2 separate regions of the Sus scrofa genome follow, and region 1 is linked to region 2. Evidence: chromatin contacts called from public Hi-C data. All regions are on one chromosome and are shown on one strand. The core of a region is the stretch at or near the end of the contact, and the rest is flanking DNA. Distances in the headings are between cores, read along the strand shown.

Region 1 (4,087 bases), core at 1,082-3,581, 160 kb before region 2:
GAAGACGTGTGACAACGAGCGCAGGAAAAGGCGCTCAGACGCTGATCATCAGGAGTGCTCAAGCCACAGCCCGGCACGACTACGGGCCCACGAGACGGGGGACAGAGAGAGACCGACGGCGCCGAGGGCCGGGACCGGAGCGACCAGAAGGCCCATCTGTGAAACGCCCCAACCGTCCAGGAAGACGGCTGGGCAGGCTCTGACGTCAGAGCCAAGCCAGCACCGCATGGCGGTCACCGAGCCCGCGCCCGAGGATGCGTGCGGCGGCACGGCCGGGGAACAGAGCAGCCCGAGCGCCCACACAGCTGCAGGGCACCGGGCAGAGAAGGGACGAGCTACGCCCACCCGACAGACAGACGGGATGCCTCAGACAGCCGGCAGGAGCCACCTCCCAGCTCCCGGAGCAGGGAGCCCCCAGCCGGGGGGCGGGGGGTGCTCCTGCTGGTTGCACAGGAGAACCTGCCTGGAACCCTGTGGAAGCACACGCTTAGCACGGGTGCCGGGGCCGTAGGAAATTACAGCTCAGCAGGGCTGAGTCCTCCGGGAGGTGACGAGGGCGCATCACCCCCACGTCAGACCTGCGCTGCAGGCACAGGGGCCCGCAGGGCCGCCTTGCTTCTCCCCCTGGGCAATTCAGCTTCTTGAAAGAAAGCTGCACCGAGCTTCTGCCGGAGCCTGGGAACCCCATCTGCACGCGAGGGGGTCCTGGCCCCAACTGCGGACCTCCGACCCCCGTCTGGCCGCACGGCACACGCAGGCCCCTGGCCTCCTGAGCCCTAAGCCCTCGCGGTGGTGCTCCTGCCCCCATCACCGCTGTGGGGCCTCACCGCCCTGGTCCTTTATCATCCCGTTTCCAGCGGCGTCGGAAGAGTGGACAAGCGTGGCCGACGTGCCACACGGACCAGAGGCCTGGACACAGCCGCACCAAGTACCCAGTGAGGGAGAGAGTCACACTGGAACGGGTCAGTGCGACTCCAGTCCCTCTCCTGCCCTAGAATCCCACAGCGACTCCATCCGGCACCGTGCTGAGCGGGGCGCAGATGACACTCATTCCCGCGGGCCAGCTGCCCAGACGCCGGCCAGCGCGAGGAGCTCACGCCAGGGACGAGGCGGTGAGGACCGGCTTGAAGTCACGGACAGCACAGCACACTAGCGGATTCGAGATCTCTGACCAAGTAACAGCACCTGCTTTTTTCTTTTCGGCTGCCCCTGCGGCATGCACAAGTTCCAGGGCCAGGGATCAAAACTGCGCCACGGCGGCAACCAGAGCCACAGCAGTGGCAAGGCCAGGTCCTTAACCCACTGAGCCACCAGGGACCTCCCCAGGGGCCTGCCTTGAAGAGGCCTGGACAACTCCCAAGAAGGGGGTCTGGGAGAGGCCGATACACACACAGCAGCCTCCCCGCCATCCTCAGCGACACTGCGCAGAAACACAGCTACAGACACGAGCGTCACACTTTCTAATCCTCTGCGAAGCGAGATGCAGTAGGGGCACGCGAGAGACTGGGATCAGGACAGAAGGATCCCAGGTCGCTCCTTCCAGCACTCTTCACAACAGCGAAGCCCTTGGTCCTGCCCCAGGTTCCGCAGGCCACGGCCGCCAGGGGGCAGGAGGCCCGCAGGCCCGCGGCGGGAAGCAGTTGGTGCGAAGGCAACGAGGCGCTGCGTCCAAGGCCAGCCGGCCCACGCCTCACCACCCTCTCTGCTGCCCCCACCCCGTCTGACGTCCCCTCCCCTTCCTGGTCCTTGCATTCAAGGCTCACCCTTTGGGGAGCCCCAGGCTCTCAGCTCTGAACCTGTGACGCCCCCACCTCCCACGCAGCCTGACCAGCCCCACCCCGACCCCCCGCTCCCTGCTGGGCTCCCGAGGTCGGCCCTCAGCTCCAAAGCGCCTGCCTCGTGGCCCGCCTGCCCTCTCAGCGTGTGTCCCCACCTGCCCGCTGCTGTGGGGCTCAGCCCACCTCTCACCAGTGCTGCAGCAGCCTCGGGGCCCCACAGCCTGTCCTCAGTGCAACAGCAGAGGACCCTTTAAAAAGCACCCAAGAGCGTCTCCGCTCACCTGGAGCACAGGCCTCCCCCGAGGGCCTGGGAGGGCCACGCCGCCCCGCCTCGGCCTGGGGAACCTGAACTCTGGCCCCAGGCACCCGTGCTCCCTCCCACACCCCCGGCACCTGCAGGCTTGCGCTCACATGCTCACATGTCCTCTTCCCCCCCGGGGCCCCGCCTCCGTGTCCCTCCGTGGCTTCCCCCCAGGGACGGTGCTGTTCCGCCTGCACTGTGCACCCAGGGCGGGCGGGGCCGGTGCTCAGGCCCAACCCTGGGCCCGGGGCGGGGGCCTGGCAGAGACCGTTTGTTACAGGATGAGTAAGCCCATGAGCTGTTCTGTTTCTCCTCCAATGGCTTCTAATCCTGTGACTGCCAACCAGCAAGGGAAAAGCTTCCCCAAGTCCACCGTCTACAACCTGCAGGCCCAACCAAGCGCTAAGCAGGGTAACTCGGTGCCTGTCGTCTTCTGTTTCTTTCCCGAAGGAAAGCTCACTGTCAGCACTGAGTGCGTTCACCCTCCGACGGGTGGACAGTGTGCCCACAGAGCCTCAAACGGAGACAGCAAAGCGGCTAGGGAAGCCCCAAGGCGGACAGAGGCGGCGTGGGCCCGGCTGCCCGGCCCAGAGAGCCCCTGGCAATGGGGGAGCCGGGCGCCCTCTCCTTCGCTCCGGAGACAGCGCCGGAGTGAAAACCCAGTCTGGAGCGCCCTCCTCACGGCCGCGAGGGCGCAAAGCCAGAACGAGCCTGAGTCTCAGCAAGGGCTGCGTGTGGACAGGCGGGGCTGCCCCCAGAGACCCAGGCCAGCGGCCACAGCTCCCCCGGGTCACCGCTGCCTCCCAGGGCCACGGCCCCCGCCTGGCCGGAGCCCTTCCGAAGCGCCGTCTTTGGAAGCCTCCCTTGAGGGACACGAGTCACAGCTGGGCTTTTCCTGGCCACCCAGCTCAGGCCCCAGTGACCTTGGGCTGTTTCCAAAAGTCAGACTGGCCCCGAGGATCCCACAGGAAAGCCCTCCGAGGAAGCTCAGGGAAGGGCGTCGCGCGCAGCACCGAGGACGGGGCTTCCAGACCCGGGCGGAGGCGGGGGGGTGGGGGTGGGGGGGGCGCTCTCTGCCGCCGGCCACGCGGGAGGCTCGGGCAGGTGCCTGTCTACCCTGACCGATGGGCACAGCATGGCTCACGATGCTGCCCTATCTCAGGGCACTGGCGCGGGGCCGAGGATGGCGGGGCGGGGGGGGGCTGTCCTTGAGAACTGCGGGGCCCTGCCCAGCACAGAGCAGCACAGGCTGGTGTAGGAACACACCTGCCCCGCGGCACGTCTCCTGGGAAACCAGGGCCCGAGCTCGGGTCCAGTGGCTCACTCAGCATCACTCCGAGGGCACAGCAAGGCTGACGTCTAGATCCAGTTCCTTCTCCAATATCACAGACACGAGGCTAAAAATAAGGCGTGAGTAGTTGCCCCAAGACAGGCCGACAGCGCCCGAGTTCACACGTTTGGGTGTCTCGGGCTCAAATGACAGCTCTGCCACTTACTAAGATGGGTCCTGGGCGGGTTACTTAACACCTCTGGACCTCAGGCCCCCGTGTCTGTAAAATGTAGATCAAAACTGGCCTCTGCCGGAGTTCCCTTCGTGGTTCAGTGGTTAACAAACCCAACTAGGAACCATGAGGATGCGGGTTCAATCCCTGGCCTTGCTCAGTAGGTCGGGGATCCAGTGTTGCCGTGAGCTATGGCGTAGGCCGGCAGCTGCAGCTCCCATTCAGCCCGTAGCCTGGGAACTGCCATGTGCCGCAGGTGTGGCCCTAAAAAGACAAAGCAACAACAATAACAACAAACGTGTTGAGCAGATAAATTCACCCCCCTGCTCGAGGAGCGTCATGGAGGCAGTTTCCATCAACACCAGCCACTGCTTCGATGACGCAAGTTCGGCGCCTCCTGGGAAGAGACCAAGGGACCCCAGGCCCCTGCACGCGCGCAGCTCTGCTGGACGTGCGCTTTGGCCGCACATGTGAAGGAGAGGCTCCCGCAAACCCCACACAGCTAA
Region 2 (4,213 bases), core at 1,151-3,650:
GCGAAGACGGCAGCCAGGATGAGACGCCACCTCCGCAACCCCAACAACAGAGTTGCCTCTTGTGGATGGCGCTCCCCAGGGGCCTTGGAATTTTGTGGGATGGGGCCTTGCCTTGCTGGGATGAGGGGCCGTTTGGCCAGGAAAATACAGGCCAGCGGGGCCGATTTGAATTTCAGATGAACAACTGCGACTTTCCAGGACAAGCAATCCCTGTGGTGCCCCACACCCCACTGGGCGGCCCAGCAGCGGGCACACACCCACCCTGGAGGACAGCCCAGAGGCGGCATCCACACCATTCTAGCACCATCACGGAGCAGAGACCCGGCCCCTTTGGGAAGCCCATTCTGGAGGACCAAAGCTGTGTCTGTGCCTCTGGCCGCTGTCCCTCTGCAGGGCCTGGAGAGCTGCCCCAGGATGGTCCCCACCCTCCCTGCCTCTCTCCTGGAAAGTGAGCGAGTGAGCAAGTGAGCTGTCAGCGTCGGTGCACACACGGGAGTGCACCTCCACAGACACGCCGCCCGCACCGAGGGCGAGGAAGGGGAGTCCAGAGGCTTCAACCACACCCAGCTATCTGAGGGGTGTCGTAAAAATGTACACAACCTCCAGTTTGCCCCTGGAACCGTTTTAGAGGAGCAGCTGCGGCGTTACCCACACCCTCGCTGTTGAATGACCAGGACCTTCACCTCCCGACCTTTCCCGCCCTCCCCACTGGAAGCCCAGACCCTCCCACACAAGGCCAACCGGTCTCAACGTTGATACATTATCATCATGACTATTTGTCTTTTTAGGGCCGCACCTGCTGCACATGGAGGTTCCCAGGCTAGGGGTCCAATCAGAGCTACAGCTGCCGGCCTGCACCTCAGCCACAGCCACGCGGGATCCTTAACCCACTGAGCAAGGCCAGGGATCGAACCTGCGTCCTCGTGGACACTAGTCGGGTTCGTTACTGCTGAGCCACAGTGGGAACTCCCAGAGGCGTGACCACGCTGCCCTCTCCCCCGTCACCTCCGCATCGAGTACCTTCAAACCTGCGCTGACTGTCATAGTCCTCGGAGCAGGGCACCTCGATGAACCTGCCCGGCAGGACCTCGCTGCGGCCAGCAAGCACCTCGGCGATGCCATCCTCATCAGCCCCCAGGCGGCCCCACAGCAGGAGCCCCGCCAGCGTGGTGCAGGCCCCCAGGACGGCGACTCGCAGCCACTTCCTCCGCACATCCCGCGGTGCCCGGACACCCTTGGTGCTGAGAACAGAAGACAGCTGTGGTCACCCAGACACACCTGCCGGGGCTGAAAGGGGAGACCACGACCACCAGAGGCCATGCCACACTCACTCACAGCCTTAAAGTGTCCCCATGCTGGCCACGGTCAGAGCCACTCACAGTCCGTCCAGGGGCACTTCCCAGCACCCCCATGACGAGGCAGGGTTCACTGTGACCTCCGAGGGCAACAAGGTGAAATGCCCGTCAGTGTCCCTCCCTCCCAGCCCGGCCCACAGAGAACCTGTGTGAGGGTCCTTGCACAGTCTGTGGCACCAATCAGGTTGCCTGCATCTAAAAACGGCCCCATACAGCCCCATGCGTGGGGTCCCGGAGCGGCGTGCGCGCACCATGCGAACTAAGTCAAATGTGAGTCAAACCAGTTTCACCGAAACCACTGGCGGCCAGAAAGAGAACACAAGTATGACAGAATGACTCGCCACCAAGACACTTTCTGTGCCCTCAGGTTAACTGCGGGAGTCACCCCGCCCCGTGGAAGTTGCGGGCGTGTCTGTGTGTGTGTGTGGTGCACACCGTGCGTGTCTGTGCTCACTTCGTGTCACGGAGCACTCGTGTGCTCTGTTACCCAAGAAACATGTGTAGGGCTTAGACGGGCAGAAATGAGAAGCCGACCCGGGAATCCTTTTATGGAGGTGCACCTTGTTCCTTCAAGTGCAAGGTCGATTCCTGAAAAGCAGGAAGGCTGCCTTCTATTTTTATACGCCCCTCCCACCTCTAACTGCTCTATAAGTAACACATGAAATCCAATTAAATGAGTCCCACGGGGCGCACAGCTCAGTCAGACCATGCTGGACAGATACCGGTCCTCTTAAACGGGGAGCATGGATGCCCAGCTCCCGAAGACCCCTTCCCCCATCCCCACACCACGGAACGGCCGTCCAGCCTCCAGCCCACCTGGCCTCCTCTTATTAGAACAAGGTGGACACCTAACTCCAGCGGGCCCATCACTTCTCTTTCCCAAGAACTCCGAAGGAGGCAGAGGGACGGCACCCCCCATCTCAGTGGCAAGGGCTGGAACCCCAAGGAGAGGTACAAAGCTGTGGGTGTTACAGTTCTCCTGGAGAGGGAGGTGCGGAGACAAGAGAGGGGGAAGAGCCTCCTGGGCCAGATTCGGATGCAACACCCCCCTGAGGGGGTGGGGCCTCTCCTCAAAACAAGAACCCAGCCCTGTTCAGGGTTAGCGGGCTCAAGCTGTACCCTGAGAATTCTGCCAAAACAGAAGGGAATTGGGAGTAAGGTCCACGGCCCCTGGGGCAAGCACGACTACGCGGTGATTTATCCTGGAAGGATGAAGATACGCCCTGGCTCTGAAAGCTTTCGGCAGAATCCTCTCCAAGGCTATGGTGAGATCATTTATTCATTCAGCGGGCCACCCATCGGTGAACCCTCGTGTGCACAGCCCTAAGGAAAGCCCAGCGACCAGACGAGGGGGGCCTCACGACCGCTGTCCCCGTCCAGGAGGCGCGGCGTGGAGCCCGCGATACACATGCGGAAAGCGGTCAGGGACGGTCCCCCCACGGGCAGCCCCCGCCCTCCGGCCAGGCCTCGCCCCTCTCGGCTCCCGGTCCGCTCAAGGACATGCCACGCCCCGGCGGCAAGGCCACACCCACGCCGCCGCGACGTCCCAGGGAAGGCCCCGCCCACAACCCGCCGGGAAGGCCCCGCCCCTCCGCCCTGGCCACGCCCACGGGCCGCCCGCGCGCTCCCCCCCGCTGCCCGGTACCTGTTCGGGCGCCCGCGCTCCGCCGCCCCGCAGCCCTCGGGCCCCTTGGGCGCGCCCCTCCGCTGAGGTGCCATTGGCCGGGCCGCCGCAGCGCTGTGCGGAACGCGGGATCCCCCACGAGCCCGGACGAGCGCCGCGAGAGGCAGTGCGAGGCCGGCGCGGCCGCGGACCCGGAGCGACGCGCTCGGCTGTCGACCTCCGGCCTGTTGGTCAGGCCGGAGCAATCGGAGGCCGAGCGCCGAGCGGTGCGGGGCGGGGACCTGAACGCCGACCTGGCGCGCACTCTGCAGTGCACACCTGCCCGCTCCACGGAACCGGACGAGCTTCTGAGCCTTCTCTGAAGTGTGTCCTCGCCCTGCCGTGCGCACTCTCCCGGGGTCTCCGGTCCAGGTCCAGCTCCCCAGGGGTCTCCAGGCCTCTCCCGGAGGGTTTCCAGGCCCCTCTCCCTGGGCCCGTGCCGCATCTGAGGACCCTGTACCCATTTGGTGCTTTGTACACCTGCATCTCTAAGGACTTGCTGCTTTGGGTTTGTGTTTGTTTTTTAATTTTATGGCTGCACCCAATTTTATGGCATATGGGGATTCCCAGGTCAGGGACTGAATCCGAGCTGCAGCTGCGACCTACCTGCAGCAAGCAGGACCCTTTTAACCCACTGCACAGGGCATGGAATCAAACCCGAAGCCTTGGAGCCACTTCAGTGGGATTCTTAACCCACTTCACCGCAGCAGGAATTCACCTGCTGCTTTGTTTACAGCTTTCAATTTCCCTAGAGAACCTTCCATCCAGTGGGCAAGACGTAAGCTCTTAAGGAGCCCTGTCAGGATACCTAAAATTCTGAAAGAGTGGAATTAGCAGGGAGGTTCATTCATGAAGGTTAAGTCTGAAGAAGGTGAGTAGTTTACTGGTACAGGGGGAAAAGAAAACCTTCTTAGACTCATTGGACAAGAAAAGAGATCAGCCCAGCAGTCCTGAAACTGGGGCAATCAGACGCCATCTCATGGCAACTTACCTAGAAGGGACAGTTGTGGGCCTAGCGGGTCGTCTAAGAACAGGGGTGACAGTTGACAAGTCTTTGAAATAGTTTCATTTCTGTAGAACTCATGGAGGAGGGACTCAAAGCAATGGAGCCACACACACAGAAGATGGAGTACTGACTTCTCCCTCTTCCTCTAGGTTTGCAGCACCTCACGCTGGTAAACAATTCCAAGTGCAT

Evidence for each region. Hi-C and Micro-C count contacts between places; a contact is called where the count stands out from the background.
Region 1: a contact with region 2 is called in a Hi-C map of fetal liver, with 2.0 times the contacts expected there. The contact joins the enhancer-like site here to the promoter of HEXDC in region 2. A contact is called at or near these places in 5 of 47 Hi-C or Micro-C datasets (embryonic fibroblasts, epiblast stem cells, fetal liver and 2 more) and 1 of 2 datasets of contacts at active chromatin or transcription factors (skeletal muscle).

The regions. Positions count from the first base shown.
Region 1 is chr12:835,790-839,876 of Sscrofa11.1, reverse strand. All of the region lies in intron 3 of CCDC57 (coiled-coil domain-containing protein 57), which reads right to left. Among named protein-coding and RNA genes, the nearest start is that of CCDC57, 18 kb to the right of the region's middle. Within about 2 kb of position 2,331, at least 31 of the 83 cell types and tissues checked have an H3K27ac peak or open chromatin away from gene starts, as enhancers often do. A contact at or near this core is called in fetal liver and skeletal muscle, where this site is marked.
Region 2 is chr12:676,140-680,352 of Sscrofa11.1, reverse strand. It overlaps HEXDC (hexosaminidase D), which reads left to right and starts at 2,400. Exons shown (of 13, transcript XM_021066340.1): 1 at 2,400-2,620; 2 at 4,174-4,213. The coding sequence starts at 2,566. It overlaps OGFOD3 (2-oxoglutarate and iron-dependent oxygenase domain-containing protein 3), which reads right to left and starts at 3,207. Exons shown (of 9, transcript XM_003357915.5): 1 at 3,001-3,207; 2 at 1,021-1,241. The coding sequence starts at 3,074.